2 separate regions of the Mus musculus genome follow, and region 2 is linked to region 1. A link is a contact called in public Hi-C data. All regions are on one chromosome and are shown on one strand. Each heading gives the region's core, a stretch centred on a gene start, on an enhancer-like site or on the middle of the called end of the contact. The rest is flanking DNA. Distances are from core to core; before and after follow the strand shown. Region 1 holds the start of Gcn1 (GCN1 activator of EIF2AK4). Region 2 overlaps Gcn1 (GCN1 activator of EIF2AK4).

Region 1 (6,730 bases), core at 1,076-3,575:
AAGCCAGCACCTTACCAACTAAGCTGTTAAACCAAGCTCCATGTCCTGTTTGGTATTGGGTGAAAACTGGGTGGCCTTTCATTCAGGCTAGAGTCTGCCCTGAGCTAGTCAGATCCTTTGTTAATAAAAGTGGGGGGAAATGCATATTAGTGGAGGCATGCATGCTCTCATTTTAAAAGACTAGACCCCTAGAGCTGGGCCCAAGTGTCCAGCCAGCAGGCTATGCTCAGAAAGAACCCCTGGTGGGTAATCTCACTGGAAAGCTGCCACAGGACAGTCAGTTCTTAGCAGGAAGAGTGTAGGTGGTAGAACTATGATCATGCTGACTGCCTTTTCTCCCTCAAGGTCAAGGCCTTCCTGGCTGATCCATCTGCATTTGCGGCTGCTGCCCCTGCAGCTGCTGCCACCACTGCTGCCCCTGCGGCTGCTGCAGCCCCTGCCAAAGCTGAAGCAAAGGAAGAGTCGGAGGAATCAGATGAGGATATGGGATTCGGTCTCTTCGACTAATCCCGCCAAAGCAACCAAGTCAGCCTGCTTAATTTGAGAAAGATGGAAATAAAGGCTTACTTCTCTTAAAACTCCGGTCTGGATTTATTTAGTTTGTTCACTTAAGCAGGATGAAAAAGCAAAACCGCTACTGTTTACTTTGTGTTGGCATCTTTGTTTCTAAAATTAAAGCTCCTAGTGTTTTTGTGGGCTTTGTTTGTTTTTTGAGACAGTCTCTTGACTTGGTGCCATAGCTAGTCTGGGACAAAGATTTTCCAGGTGTGAATTAAAGGTGTATGTCATCAAGCCCCAAGCCTGGCCTTTATATTCCTATGGTAGTCCATGTTGGATATATATCATATGTATACATAATATATATGTATACTAAGCTCAATGGTTAAGAGACCTATGAGCCATACCAAATCTATATGGTTTGGTATCTGGGTCTGCTTTCTGTATATCACTGGATGTCCAAGCCATTGTTCATAGGTAGCCTTACTGCTCCAAGGCAGAGTGATGCAGGTCCAGAGCCCTGTTGCTTAAGGCTGAGGCAGGGGTAGAAGGCTGGGTTTGAGCTAGGCGTGGTTTAAGGACTGAAGTCTGAGAGGGCCTGAGATGGTGATACTGAGCTATGGCAAGGAGTATCCAGGTGAGTGGTGATTGAACTCGGGCCTGATTGTGCCTTTTGAGATGAGGATTGGTGTAGAAGTTGATCTGCCTCAGCCTTCTGCCTGCAGTAATTGAGTCACTGCTGTGTGTTTAGTAATGAAGTTATACTTGTGTTTGTGTAGTTTAGATGTGTAGTTGAGTTTCCACGTGCTGGCTAAAGTTTTTTCTTGGTAGATTAAGTCTTGAATACAGGGGCAGTTAATAACTAGCCACTAAGGTGTGCATGTAGGGTTGCTTTGATGTACTAATCGGGGGTGCAAACTAGAATAACTTGCTATGTAAAAAGCTGCTGCAAGAGCTAAAATACTGCCTGTGCATCACAGGTAACTAGACAAAAAGTTACCCTAGAATTGCAACCTCTAACCCGATAGTAGTTTGATGTTGGTTCATATAGGCATTCAGTAAGTGTTAAGTCTGAAAAGCTGAGGATTTAAAAAATGGGCTCTAACAAGTAGGTGAATACTGTATCAAATGCAATGCCCTATTGCTATCATTAACCTTGTGACGTCACTATACATCTATGTGTGTGTATATATATATTTTTTTTTCTTCTCCCTCCCTCACCCCCCAGGGTTTCTCTGTGTAGCCCTGGCTGTCCTGGAACTCACTTTAGACCAGGCTGGCCTTAAATCCGCCTACCTCTGCCTTCCGAGTGCTGGGATTAAAGGCGTGCGACACCACGCCCGGCCCCCCATCTGTATAGTTGCCACTGCTGAGGGCCAAGAAGCCTGGAGACCGCATTCTCCAAGCACACTCTTGAGTTATAGTAAAAATTCAATAATTGTCCTAAGACATCGAACTCTTCCTCAACCCTGTCCCTAGCTGTCTGCAGTTGAGGCTCCCAGCAGGTCACGCAATTCCCGGGTCATCCCTGCATCCCTCCCGCGTACCTCACCATCACCTGTTCTAACCTCCAAGCCTCTTGGGCCTGAGACTAGTCTTTGGGTTCATTCCTGGGGCCTAGGAAACAGCACGATGGGGGGTGTCGGTGCTGGACCCGGGATCCCCCCAAGGATGCCAGAGCTGCAGGGCGCTGTCCGGGGGAGGCCGAATCGAGGAGATCCCGCGCCCAGGGGCTGCAGAGCACGACCTGCGGCCGCCCTCCCGCCCGGGGGCGCCAGGCCTCGCCTTGCCGCGTGGGCCCTGCTGTGACCCGGAAGCGCTCCGGAAGCGGTTCCGGACTGGGCGCCGGCAGGATGGCGGCGGACACGCAGGTGAGGCGGGCGGCTGCGGCGGCCAACGCGGCGGGCGGCGGGGACCGGACCCGGAGCGCGGGCAGTGGGGCGGCGGGATTGCCCGGGCGGAGGCTGCGGCGCCCACGGCCGCGGAGGGCGCAGACGGAAGCGGCGGCGCGGGGGAAGGGGGCGGCGGCTGCTCGCGGCTCGAGGCTCCGGCCGGCCTGGGCGAGCAGAGCGACCCTGGACTCGAGCATCTTGCCATCCGCTTGGCTTCGGGGTAGCGGGTGCCGTGCTGGGGCTGTGCGGGTCCCGGCGGTGGCAGAGCTTACACTCGGCGTCGGCTACGGTTCTCCGGAGCCCGCGGGGCGATGCAGAGGCCCCCCGACTCTGTGCCCACACTCGGAGCGTAGCCTTTTTATGTCCATACGGGTTCGGAGTTGAGCCTCCGCTCGTTGGTTTCGTCAAGGCGTTGGATCAATGACATCACCCCTCAGGGTCTCGGTCCTTTTAACATTTGGTGGTGGTGATAATACCGATATCCTATGTTATTTTATGGGAAGATGTATTGAGACAAAATAGTAGGGTCCCATGTGGGTTTGCTGGGTGTTAACTGGGTCCTGGGTGAGATCTCAAAATGTCTTCACCTGCGAAGAGTCGTGACACCGTTGTGCGTTCACACCTGTGGGTACCTTGCAGTTCAGGGAGGCGTTGAGGCTACCCCCTTCTCCATCTCAGCCTCTTTTGTAGCCTCGTGGAAGGATGAAATAATAAATAAGAAACATAATTTTTTTTTCTCTCCATGTCTCCATCCCACCCTCCCTTTTCAAAAATGTAGATCAAGGCCAGGTAGTGGTGGCGCGGTGGTGGCACGTCTCTAATCCCAGCACTTGGAAGGCAGAGGCAGGTGGATCTCTGAGTGCCAGTCCAGCCTGGTCTACAGAGGGAGTTCCAGGCAGACATGGGTACACACACACACACAAAACCCCTGTCTTGAGAAACAAACAAATTAAAAATATATATATATAGTGAGTTGGCTTTGAACTTGTAGCCATCTTGCCTGTGGCTTCTTAATGGGTGGGTGGGGGGCTTACCCTGCCTGGCAGGAACGTATTTAAAAAACAGTTTGAGTCTCTGGGGTGAGATTAATTGATTTTTATGTTTGATCCTCAAGGCCCGCCAAAGAGGAGCCATTTAACCTGATCATTAAAAAGATGCTTTGCAAGGGTCTTCAGTAAAAGGGTTTGGTAATTTGTTTAGACAGAGCTGCGTCTTAGTGAATCCTAAGAAGGGAAGTTACTTAATGTTTCTGAATATTTAAGAATCTTCTCCCTAGAGTTGTGTTATTTAGTAGTAGGTTACCTAACTGTGCTATCAAAAGAGCCGTAAAGCTTACTTAAGTTCGTCAGAATTAAATGAAATTTAAAAATTCGGTTCTCCACCTGTGCTTCAAGTGATTTGTCCTTCATGTCTTCAGAGCAGCCACATCAGGTTTGTCATTTCAGAAAATCCTCTCTTGGGCAGTGGTGTCTGCAGAGATATCGGTGGACTTGGGAGGTGTGAGAGCTGATCTTTCCAATGCCCAGTGTGACTCCTAGAGGCTCTTAGCATATAAGGTTTCCAGTGGGAAACTTTTCCTATCTTACTTTGTAGCGCTGGGGACCCAGCCCAGGGCCCTCACGCTTGCTGGGCAAGGGCTGAGCAACAAGCTATTCCTAATCTGGCAACTTCTGATTAAGGAAAAGAGCTTCGACTTCCTTGTCAAATATGAAAAGTTCCTGCATATTTGTGAGAGAACTATCACTATGAGTTTAATGCTTTGTTATTGCCCAGCGTGGTGGCACAGGGGTTTTGTTGTTTTGTTTTTTTGTCACAGTACTCGGGAATCAGAGACAGCAGGATCTCTCAAAGTTCCATGCCATCCAAGGCTGCACTGTGATAAGACCTTGTCTCTAAAAAAAAAAAATAAAGAAAATAAAAGGAAGTTTAATGTTACCATATTGGAAGGCAGAGGGTAGTACATATGCATTATTTTCTCAAACCTCAGTAAGGTTGGTAAAGCATTTAAAAAATTATAATACGGGGCCAGCAAGATGTTTTATTGGGTAAAAGTGCTTGTTGATGTGCCAGCAAAATGGCCTGAGTTTTGACCCCTGTATCCCTTGGTGGAAGGAGAGAACTGATTCCTGAAAGTTGTCCTCTGACCTGTGCACGCATGAGCGCACGTGTGTGTACACACACACACACACACCATGGCATGTGAACATCTGAACACATGCACGGTGCACATACACATGCGCATGCTCTCTAGGCTGTGTGGGAACCCAGTGGTGGAGTCTGGCATCCACGAGTTCCATCCCTAGCATCCCTCCTCCAAGATATTTTAGGGCGGAGGGCAGGCTCGGTGATGGACCTTGTGTCTGGCATGTACATTTCAAGCCTTGTTGTCTGGTCCCCAGCACAGCAAGGCAGACCCAGCAAATGGATGTGGGAGCAGCAGTGCACAGGCAGCAGTGGCCAAGTCTGGAGGCTAGAACGTGAGAAGAGGTAGAGTTTGGTTGGTTGGTTTTTGAGTCAGGGTTTCTCCGTGTAACCCTGGCTTTACTGGAACTCTGTAGACCAGGCTGGCCTCAAACTCAGAGAGCTCTTCTTCTGCCTCCCAACCTTGGTATCAAGGGTGTGCACACACACACCCCGTCCCCCGTGAGATACAGATTTCCGAACACTGAAGGAAATGACTCCTGATCCGTGAGCTAGGAAACTCAGGAACCAACGGGAAGACCTTGCAGAACCTCTGAAAGGCAGAGCTCACGGGATCAGGATCCTTCACTGATGGAGATGTTTCCAGACCAGAGTTCTCAGCACTGTGGATAAAATAGTCTTACAGCAAAGCATTTGACCATGAAATTTCAGAATCTTTAAAAAAAAAAAAAAAAAAAAAGGCCTAGAAGTTTCTAGACAGAAAACCCGATCCCTTCTAAAAGATCAAAGCAGAACCAGGCATTCCTAGAACCAAACACAGTAGGTTAGAGTTGGAGGCCTGCTTGTACATAGTGCGACCAACCATGTCAGAACAAAAAATATTACAACAGCTTTGGTCTTCCCAACCCTAGGTAAAGGTTAGCATTCAGTGGAGGAGTACAGTCGCCTCAGTGTTCTGAAGGACAGTGATTTCAGCATGGAGTTCTGCGTCATGGCAGACTTGACTATGAGGCTCGAGCCTTTTCACGGACCCTGGGGGCACTTGTGGTGGTTACCTTACACATGGAAGAACAGAGAACTCAGGGAGACAGGCTCCTGGACGAAGGGCAGAATCTTCCGGAATAAAGACACACAACCAAGAATTTGAGTTGAATAATTAATAAGATTAGGAAGAACACCGCAAACAGGATCGTGGGAAGGGCAATTATTAACTCCAGGGAAAGGCATTCTAGGCGGAATGAGGAACACAGTCATTAAATGGAGGTCGTGTCGGTACTGTTTCCGTACAGTTCCAGCATCAATCACCGCAGCTGGCTCATTGTGACCCTGAGGACTGCTATTGATGGGATGGAGAGAGTGGTGGGGTCAGAGTCCGAAGGCCACTGGCGGGAAAACAAAAGTCTCACTGCAAGCACCTCCATGTTTGGGAACAGTGGAGGTGACACTGAAGTGCTGGCCAGGCTCAGGCTTGGGGGACAGATCTGGAGCTCCTGGGCTCTTTGCCGGTATGGAAGTGAGAACAAAGGACACTTAAATTACCAAAGCCAGCCGGGCGTGGGGGCACATTCCTTTCTCTGAGCACTGGGGATGCAGGCAAGTTCAAGGCCAGCTTGATCTGTATAGTGAGTTCCAGGACAGCCAGGGCCATAAGAAAACCAAACCAAACCAAAAACAAACAAACAAACAAACAAACAATCAAAAAGCAAGAAATAGTTTGGAGACCACCGTGTCCATTCCCTAGAGAATTAGAGTAGGAATTTAAGCATAAAAGAAAAAGCAGGAACCGGTGAGCCCGATCCCGGGACCCACTGTGGGGAACTCCCACAAGTTGTTCCCTAATCTCCACACTCAACGTTTGCCCTTCTCCAAAGTACACGTAAAAAGAAGGCATTGTTCATTGTCTGTGCCCTTGACTCAAGTTACTGATTTAAACTTCCTGTGGATGAACTGCCCTCAAAACCAGTGTCCTCTTCCCCGCTCGGAGCCGTCCATTGCCCTGTGGACCTGCAGCCTGCCACAGGAAGTTTGCAGACTACCGCTCAGGAGCAGGTTTCCCCGGGGTCTCAGACTGTTCACATACTGCGTGTGTGCTAACTCAGTTGAAGGAGGCTGTGGACGCCTTGGCACCCTTTTATAGACGAGCTTGGGTTCAGGGTTAGTTCTGAGAACACAGGTGCTGTGGCACTGGCTCCGCTTTG
Region 2 (6,730 bases), core at 2,906-5,405, 37 kb after region 1:
GTGTTTCACAGGCGGCTTATTCACAACACTTGGGCGGTTGCTTCATAGTGGCTTGCATGCTCTCCCTGCCCCAAAGCTGTGTTTGCAATTGTCCTCCTTCCACATGGGGCGCCCCTGGCTGTGACCCTGGTCAACCCACAGGCTCCTGTTTGCTTCCTAGGTGTGGCCTAGCCTTGGCCCTGAACAAGCTCTCGCAGTACTTGGATAGCTCTCAGGTGAAGCCGCTTTTCCAGTTCTTTGTCCCGGATGCCCTGAATGACCGGAACCCAGATGTGCGGAAGTGCATGTTAGATGCAGCGCTCGCGACGCTCAATGCCCATGGGAAGGTGAGCAGATGACGAAGGAGCACTGTGTGACAGGGCGCCAGCACCTGCTGGGAAACTTCATTTGTTGCAGAGAGACCATGAGAGGATATAGTTCTCAGGGCTCTGCTGTAGGCCTGCTGGGAAGCCGGGTAAGCGGGCAGCATTGCCAGCCCCAGCAGCCAGCCTGTGGCTTGGAGCTGACCTGTGCTCGGTTCTGCCTTCGCAGGAGAATGTCAACTCACTGCTGCCAGTGTTTGAGGAGTTCCTGAAGGACGCACCCAATGATGCCAGCTACGACGCTGTGCGGCAGAGCGTGGTGGTCCTCATGGGGTCTCTGGCCAAACACCTGGACAAGAGTGACCCCAAAGTTAAACCTATTGTTGCCAAACTCATTGCCGCCCTCTCCACACCCTCTCAGCAGGTACCTTTCATTGGGGATCCCTGGGTCATTGCAGGTGGGAGGCCATCCTGGGTAGGCTGTAGCGTGCTAGCTGCTGAGTAGGCTGACAGAAAGCAGCCATCTTCCCTCCAGGGAGAACCCAGGCACTTCCTACTCATTAACTAGAGGTTTGTTTTCTGGAATGTGTATGTGTGTGAGCATACATGCATGCATGAGTGTGTACAGATGTGCATGTGTGAAGATATGTATATGCATGCTTGAGTTTGTTTAAATTAAATCTTGCATTGAAGACACAAAGATTTAAATAAAAACAAACAAACAAACAAAGAAAACTCCATACAGAAGCCAACATGGCAGTGCCTTCCTTTAATCTTGCAGAGGAGGTGCATCTGTAGACCAGATAGGGCCATGTAGTGAGACCATAACTCAAACCAGCCACACCCCAGAGAGGATCCCTTTGTGGTTTCCCCTTGGCCTCTCTGTGTGCTGGCTACACATTACAGGTACCTGTAAGGTCTCTCTGACCCATGCTCCCAAGGACTTTTCTTTTCCTCTTGTCTGGAAACCATGCATTTATATCTAATTCCTTGAGATTGACATACTGGATCTTTCACACCCCGAGTGTCCTCATGAAAGTTACAGTTGGAAACAGTTTCAGGATTGATCAGAGTCTGACCGCAAAGGGCAGCTTAGGCAGCTGCCGCGTGCGCTCTGTGGCTGGGCTCTGTGGCTGGAACGTAGGATTCAGCGCATCTCTCTCTCCTCGCCTGGATCTGGTTTTCTTACACCCAGCACCATTCCCTGGTGACGCTGGTAGGTGTGGGAACTAGGAGATGTGGTTGTTTAATCCAGGCACAGTGCCATAGCACGCTGCCAGGTGGACCCCCGTTCCCTGCTGCCTGGGCCTTAGGTCTTTGTTCAGACCGGGGTTGCTTCAACTTCTAAAGTTTACAACCCTTCTTGTCACAGACATTTTACTCATTGCTGGGCATTTATGTATATAAAATAGGTATGCAAATCAAATGTCTGTGGTAATAAACCGTAACAGTTAAAATCAGTTCTTTGGTATCTATGAAATGATTATCATTTATTAGAGCTTAAAACAGATTTGCATACTAATGAGATAGGTGCGCTTATTTACTTTTTTTAAATTTATTTTTTTTATTAGGTATTTTCTTCATTTACATTTCCAATGCTATCCCAAAAGTCCCCCAGAAACCCCCCCCACACACACACACAAACACTCCCCTACCCACCCATTCCCACCTTCTGGCCCTGGCATTCCCCTGTACTGGGGCATATAAAGTTTGCAAGACCAAGGGGCCTCTCTTCCCAGTGATGGCCGACTACGCCATCTTCTGCTTCATATGCAGCTGGAGACACGAGCTCTGGGGGCTTATTTACTTTTAAATAAACAAATTTTGCCTAAATAGTTGATACTACTTAGGATGTAGAATTTCAGTTTGAGTTGATTTCTGACTTAAATCAGTGCTAACAATGCTACTTTGCATAAATACGTAGTACAAAGTGGCAGGCTCTCACACACATTTTTTTTTAATATTTTTTTCATTAGATATTTTCTTTATTTAAATTTCAAATGTTATCCTGAAAGTTCCCTATACCCTCCCCCCGTTTTGTTTTGTTTTGGTTTTTTGTTATTTTTTGAGACAGGGTTTCTCTGTGTAGCTCTGGCTGTCCTGGAACTCACTCTGCAGACCAGGCTGGCCTCGAACTCAGAAATCTGCCTGTCTCTGCCTCCCAAGTGCTGGGATTAAAAGCGTGTGCTACCACTGCCCGGGCCTGTTTTGTTTTTTAATTTTTCTTTTTCTTTTGGTTTTTCGAGACAGGGTTTCTCTGTATAGCCCTGGCTGTCCTGGAGTACACATATATTTTTAATTGGCATTTTTCTTATTAGTTTAGTTGGAGGAGGCACGTGCCTCTGTGTAGAGATCAGAGGACACTTGCAGGAGTAGGGTCTCCCCAGTGTGGGTTCCCAGGATAGAACTCAGGTCATCTACTTGGCTGAGCTTTCTCCCTCACCCTCCCCTTTTACATAGATATTTAATTGGAAATCAGAAAGTTGTTTTAACCCCAAGCCAAAATTCATAGACTACTTTTTTTTTTCTTAATGAAACTCTGGTCATTGGTACAATCACTTCTTAATTAACTAATTAAGGTTTCTTGGGGTGTGTGATGAGGGTCTCACTCTATAACCCTGGCTGGCCTGATGCAGACCTGCCAGGCCTTGAACTCAGAGAGATTCACTTGTGTCTGCCTCCCAGGTGCTGGGATTAAAGGCGTGTGTCACCACTTGTTACTAACTGACTGACTAACAGATTTTAAAAAGTAAGTGTTCTAAGGCAGTGGACCCACAGCTGTAGTGATCTGACACTCACAGACTGAGGAACCCTGCGAGGAAAGCATTGAAGTCTCTCGTTTTTTGCCAGGATCATTCTCTTAAGTGCATAAAACCCGATACACACAGCGAGATGTTGCCGTGCCACACAGTGGTCTCAGTGCAAGCTGAGGGGCTGAGCAGCGATTACTGCTGTTGGTGTGCAGCACGCTCAGGATAAAGTGCATTTGTGTGTGTTCAGACCGAGGTTGCAGTGACGTCACAGGAGGCGACACTCCTGGGCTTTGTCAGGAACACCTCAGAGTCTTTTGGGGGGGGGGGGTTGGTTCAAGACAGGGTTTCTCTGTGTAGCCCTGGCTGACCTGGAACTCACTCTGTAGACCAGGCTGGCCTCGAACTCAGAATCCGCCTGCCTCTGTCTCTCAAGTGCTGGGATTAAAGGCATGCGCCACCACGCCCGGCTCACACCTCAGAGTCTTATGTGTTAGATTTGGAATTAGTGTTTGGCTGGTGTATATTCAGAAATGTTTACTGTTTCCTAGTGTCTCACAACCCCTACATTGACTTAGGGTGTGGCCCCATGTAGGGCTGGGAACCTCAGTTTAAGGAGCTATGGTTTCGACCCGAAACAGCACTATAGGGTTCTTGTTGATGGTTGCACTGTAGAGCGGGTGTGTCGTAATGACTGTGGAACTAGCTCACTGCTCCTCAGGTGCTTTGTTTGACACTGGAGCAGTGAGATTGGGCTCAGCTGTCCCTGATGTGACGACGGCTGCTCCCGCAGGTCCAGGAGTCTGTGGCCAGCTGCCTGCCACCTCTCGTGCCTGCTGTCAAGGAGGATGCTGGGGGCATGATCCAGCGGCTCATGCAGCAGCTGTTGGAGTCGGACAAGTATGCGGAGCGCAAAGGGGCGGCATACGGGCTGGCGGGCCTGGTCAAGGGCCTGGGCATCCTCTCCCTGAAGCAGCAGGAGATGATGGCCGCGCTGACTGATGCTATCCAGGACAAGAAGAACTTCCGAAGGCGAGAGGGTGGGTCCCCTGAGCCCGGGGCTGACGGCACAGGAAGTGGGTGCCCATGCACGCACGCACGCACGCACGCACGCACGCACGCACACAGCAGAGAAAGGGAGGGCAGGTGGGACTCCTCCCAGCCCTGTCCATGGTGGGGCTGACCTGCACTTCGCCCTTTTTCTGTCTGGCACTGCTTGGGCTGAACCCCAGGCTTCAGCTATTCCACGCAGGCTGCTCTGCTGCCGAGCTGCGCCCCAGCCTTTCTTATTTCCGTGTTTCAGGCTAAGGAGTCCCTAAGTTACCAAGCACAGCCTACAACTTGGTGATCCTCCTGCCTCAGGTTCCAGAGTGCAGGGATATAAACTTGTTCCCCTACCTGCTTTATGACTTCTAACACAGCAGAGAGAGGCTTGCCTAGTGGTACTAGAAAGTGTTGGAAACTCCCCTGCCTCCTCCTCTGTCGCCCTCTGCCACATCCCTGCCCAAGGACTGAGACAGGCGGCTGCACTTAAGTCTGTCCATGACTACGGTCGCCTGAGGAGGTCCCAGGAGCCTGGTGGCCTTAGCGTTCTCAGCCCTCCTGTCATCCTCTCCCCAGGAGCGCTGTTTGCCTTCGAGATGCTCTGTACCATGCTGGGGAAGCTCTTCGAGCCTTATGTGGTCCACGTGCTGCCCCATCTGTTGCTGTGCTTTGGGGATGGGAACCAGTACGTGCGCGAGGTAAGTCTGGGGGCAGAATGGACTGTTCCCAGGCAGGCTTGGTCAGGGAGGGGTCTAAGATGGGTTCCAGCCCCTGCTGCCAGAGGCCTGTCGGTGCCTACCTGGGTTACCGCTATGAATTTCTCTCTGGTTCCCTGATGCATTGAGGATTTTATTTGTGTGTGCATGTGTGCTATGTGTATGCCTGTGTGAGCACATAAGGAGATTCCAGGAGCTAGAAGAGGTTGTCAGATGCCCTCTATCCCCTTTCAGCTGGGCTGGAAACTGGCAAACCCCAGCTAACCCTTCATATGGGCACACACATGATGTCCTGGCTTATTACGTGGTCCTAGTGTCCAAGCTTCCGTCCTCATGATTGCTAAATGAGTTGCTTCTCTGTGTAGCCCTGGCTGTCCTGTAGAACAGGCTGGCCTTGAACTCTGAGATCTGCCTGCCTCTGAAGTCCTGGGATTAAATGCCATCAGTGTCTGGCCCAGACACGTGCTCTTAACTGCTGAGCCATCTCTCTAGTCCTAGTACGGAAGCTCCTTAAGATTTGTGTGGCTGTTTGTCTGAACTTGGCACAGGGTCTAACAAAACCACCATCTTGGTGACTGTAGGGACACGAGGGTCAGTGGCGGGCTCAGTGCTTGCCCTGACAAGGAGGCCCCTGACTGTCTTCTCTCCTCCCTTGAGGCTGCAGATGACTGTGCCAAAGCTGTGATGAGCAATTTGAGTGCTCACGGTGTGAAGTTGGTGCTCCCGTCCTTGTTAGCTGCCCTGGAGGAGGAGTCCTGGAGGACCAAAGCTGGTGAGGCCACACCCCTCCATCCTGTCCTGAAAATGACCCTCAGTAGGTACACAAGTAGTCACAGCTCCTGTGTATGGACACGGCAGTCTGTAGAGTTAGGGCTCTGATTCCTGGATCAGGCTTCATGCAGAAGCCACAGCCCTGGGGAGATCCCGAGCTTGAAAGCTGTAGTCTGGAAGCTTCTGGAACAGATAGATGGAGATTCTGGTAGGGAGGGCAGGGCCTGGGTCCTTCCTGCAGAGGCTCCCTTCTGTCCTTCAGGCCTCTTTGCCTTACAGTTTGAAACAGCACAGAGAACAATGATCTCCTCACTTGTGGATGTGGAACCTGAGCCCTGAGAAACCCAGTGACTTACCCTTGGAACACCTGCAGGACCAAACTAGGTCTTCCTGCTGCCCTGGCTAGGTCTCTTCTGTTGTGATAGGCACCATGGCCCAAGGGAACTTGGGATCACAGTCCATTACTCAGAGACCATTACTCAGAGAAGTCAGGGCGGGAACCTGGAGGCAGGAGCTGACGCAGAGGCCGTAGAGGAGGATGCTCACTGGCTTGCTCCTCCTGGCCTGCTTGACCTGTTTGCTTATACATCCAGGACCACCAGCCCGGGCTGGCACCACCCACAATTATAGTTACAGAAAATGTGCTGGTGAGTGTCGAGTGTCTCAGTGCTGCACGCGTGTCTCCTGTCTGCAGGGTCCGTAGAGCTGCTCGGGGCAATGGCGTACTGTGCACCTAAGCAGCTGTCGTCCTGCCTGCCCAACATTGTGCCCAAGCTCACAGAAGTGCTGACAGACTCCCACGTCAAAGTGCAGAAGGCTGGACAGCAGGCCCTCAGGCAGATTGGCTCTGTCATCAGAAACCCGGAGATTCTCGGTATGCTTCTCCTGTGAGGGCACTTACCCTGCCTGCATCCCTTTTCCTGGATGCTCTAGGGAACGTCCACTGACTGTCTCTCTGAGGACAAATACATCCATATTGAAATATTCATATTCAGTGCTGGGAAGCCCCTTTCTTAGTTAGACTAAATGGTTGAAGGCGCTTTGGAAGCAGTCTGGAGCCTGTCATCGGCTTCATGGTTAGGGACACCGAGTCATTGGCTCTGAGAGCTCCCGTGCACTTGGCTGAGCTGTGCGGTCTGCCTATTCC

The links. A called contact is a pair of places that touch in the nucleus more often than the background predicts.
Region 2: a Hi-C map of pro-B cells shows a contact between it and region 1, with 1.9 times the contacts expected there. The contact joins the enhancer-like site here to the promoter of Gcn1 in region 1. A contact is called at or near these places in 17 of 39 promoter capture datasets (the 3T3-L1 cell line, 3T3-L1-derived adipocytes, the C10 cell line and 11 more), 3 of 15 datasets of contacts at CTCF or cohesin (the NIH/3T3 cell line, large pre-B cells and pro-B cells), 130 of 484 Hi-C or Micro-C datasets (the 3T3-L1 cell line, the 4T1 cell line, the 63-12 cell line and 68 more), 29 of 115 datasets of contacts at active chromatin or transcription factors (the 230-238 cell line, CD8 T cells, the HPC-7 cell line and 14 more) and 5 of 9 other capture datasets (adipose tissue, embryonic stem cells, embryonic tail and 2 more).

Annotation. Positions count from the first base shown.
Region 1 is chr5:115,562,938-115,569,667 of GRCm38.p6, forward strand. Gcn1 (GCN1 activator of EIF2AK4) reads left to right here and starts at 2,326. Exons shown (of 58, transcript NM_172719.2): 1 at 2,326-2,369. The coding sequence starts at 2,352. Rplp0 (ribosomal protein, large, P0) reads left to right here. Exons shown (of 7, transcript NM_007475.5): 7 at 346-792. The coding sequence ends at 507.
Region 2 is chr5:115,598,541-115,605,270 of GRCm38.p6, forward strand. It overlaps Gcn1 (GCN1 activator of EIF2AK4), which reads left to right. Exons shown (of 58, transcript NM_172719.2): 32 at 161-326; 33 at 532-726; 34 at 3,846-4,092; 35 at 4,673-4,794; 36 at 5,470-5,584; 37 at 6,278-6,457. Among named protein-coding and RNA genes, the nearest start is that of Mir7029, 21 kb to the left of the region's middle. Within about 2 kb of position 4,156, at least 5 of the 459 cell types and tissues checked have an H3K27ac peak or open chromatin away from gene starts, as enhancers often do. A contact at or near this core is called in pro-B cells, where this site is marked.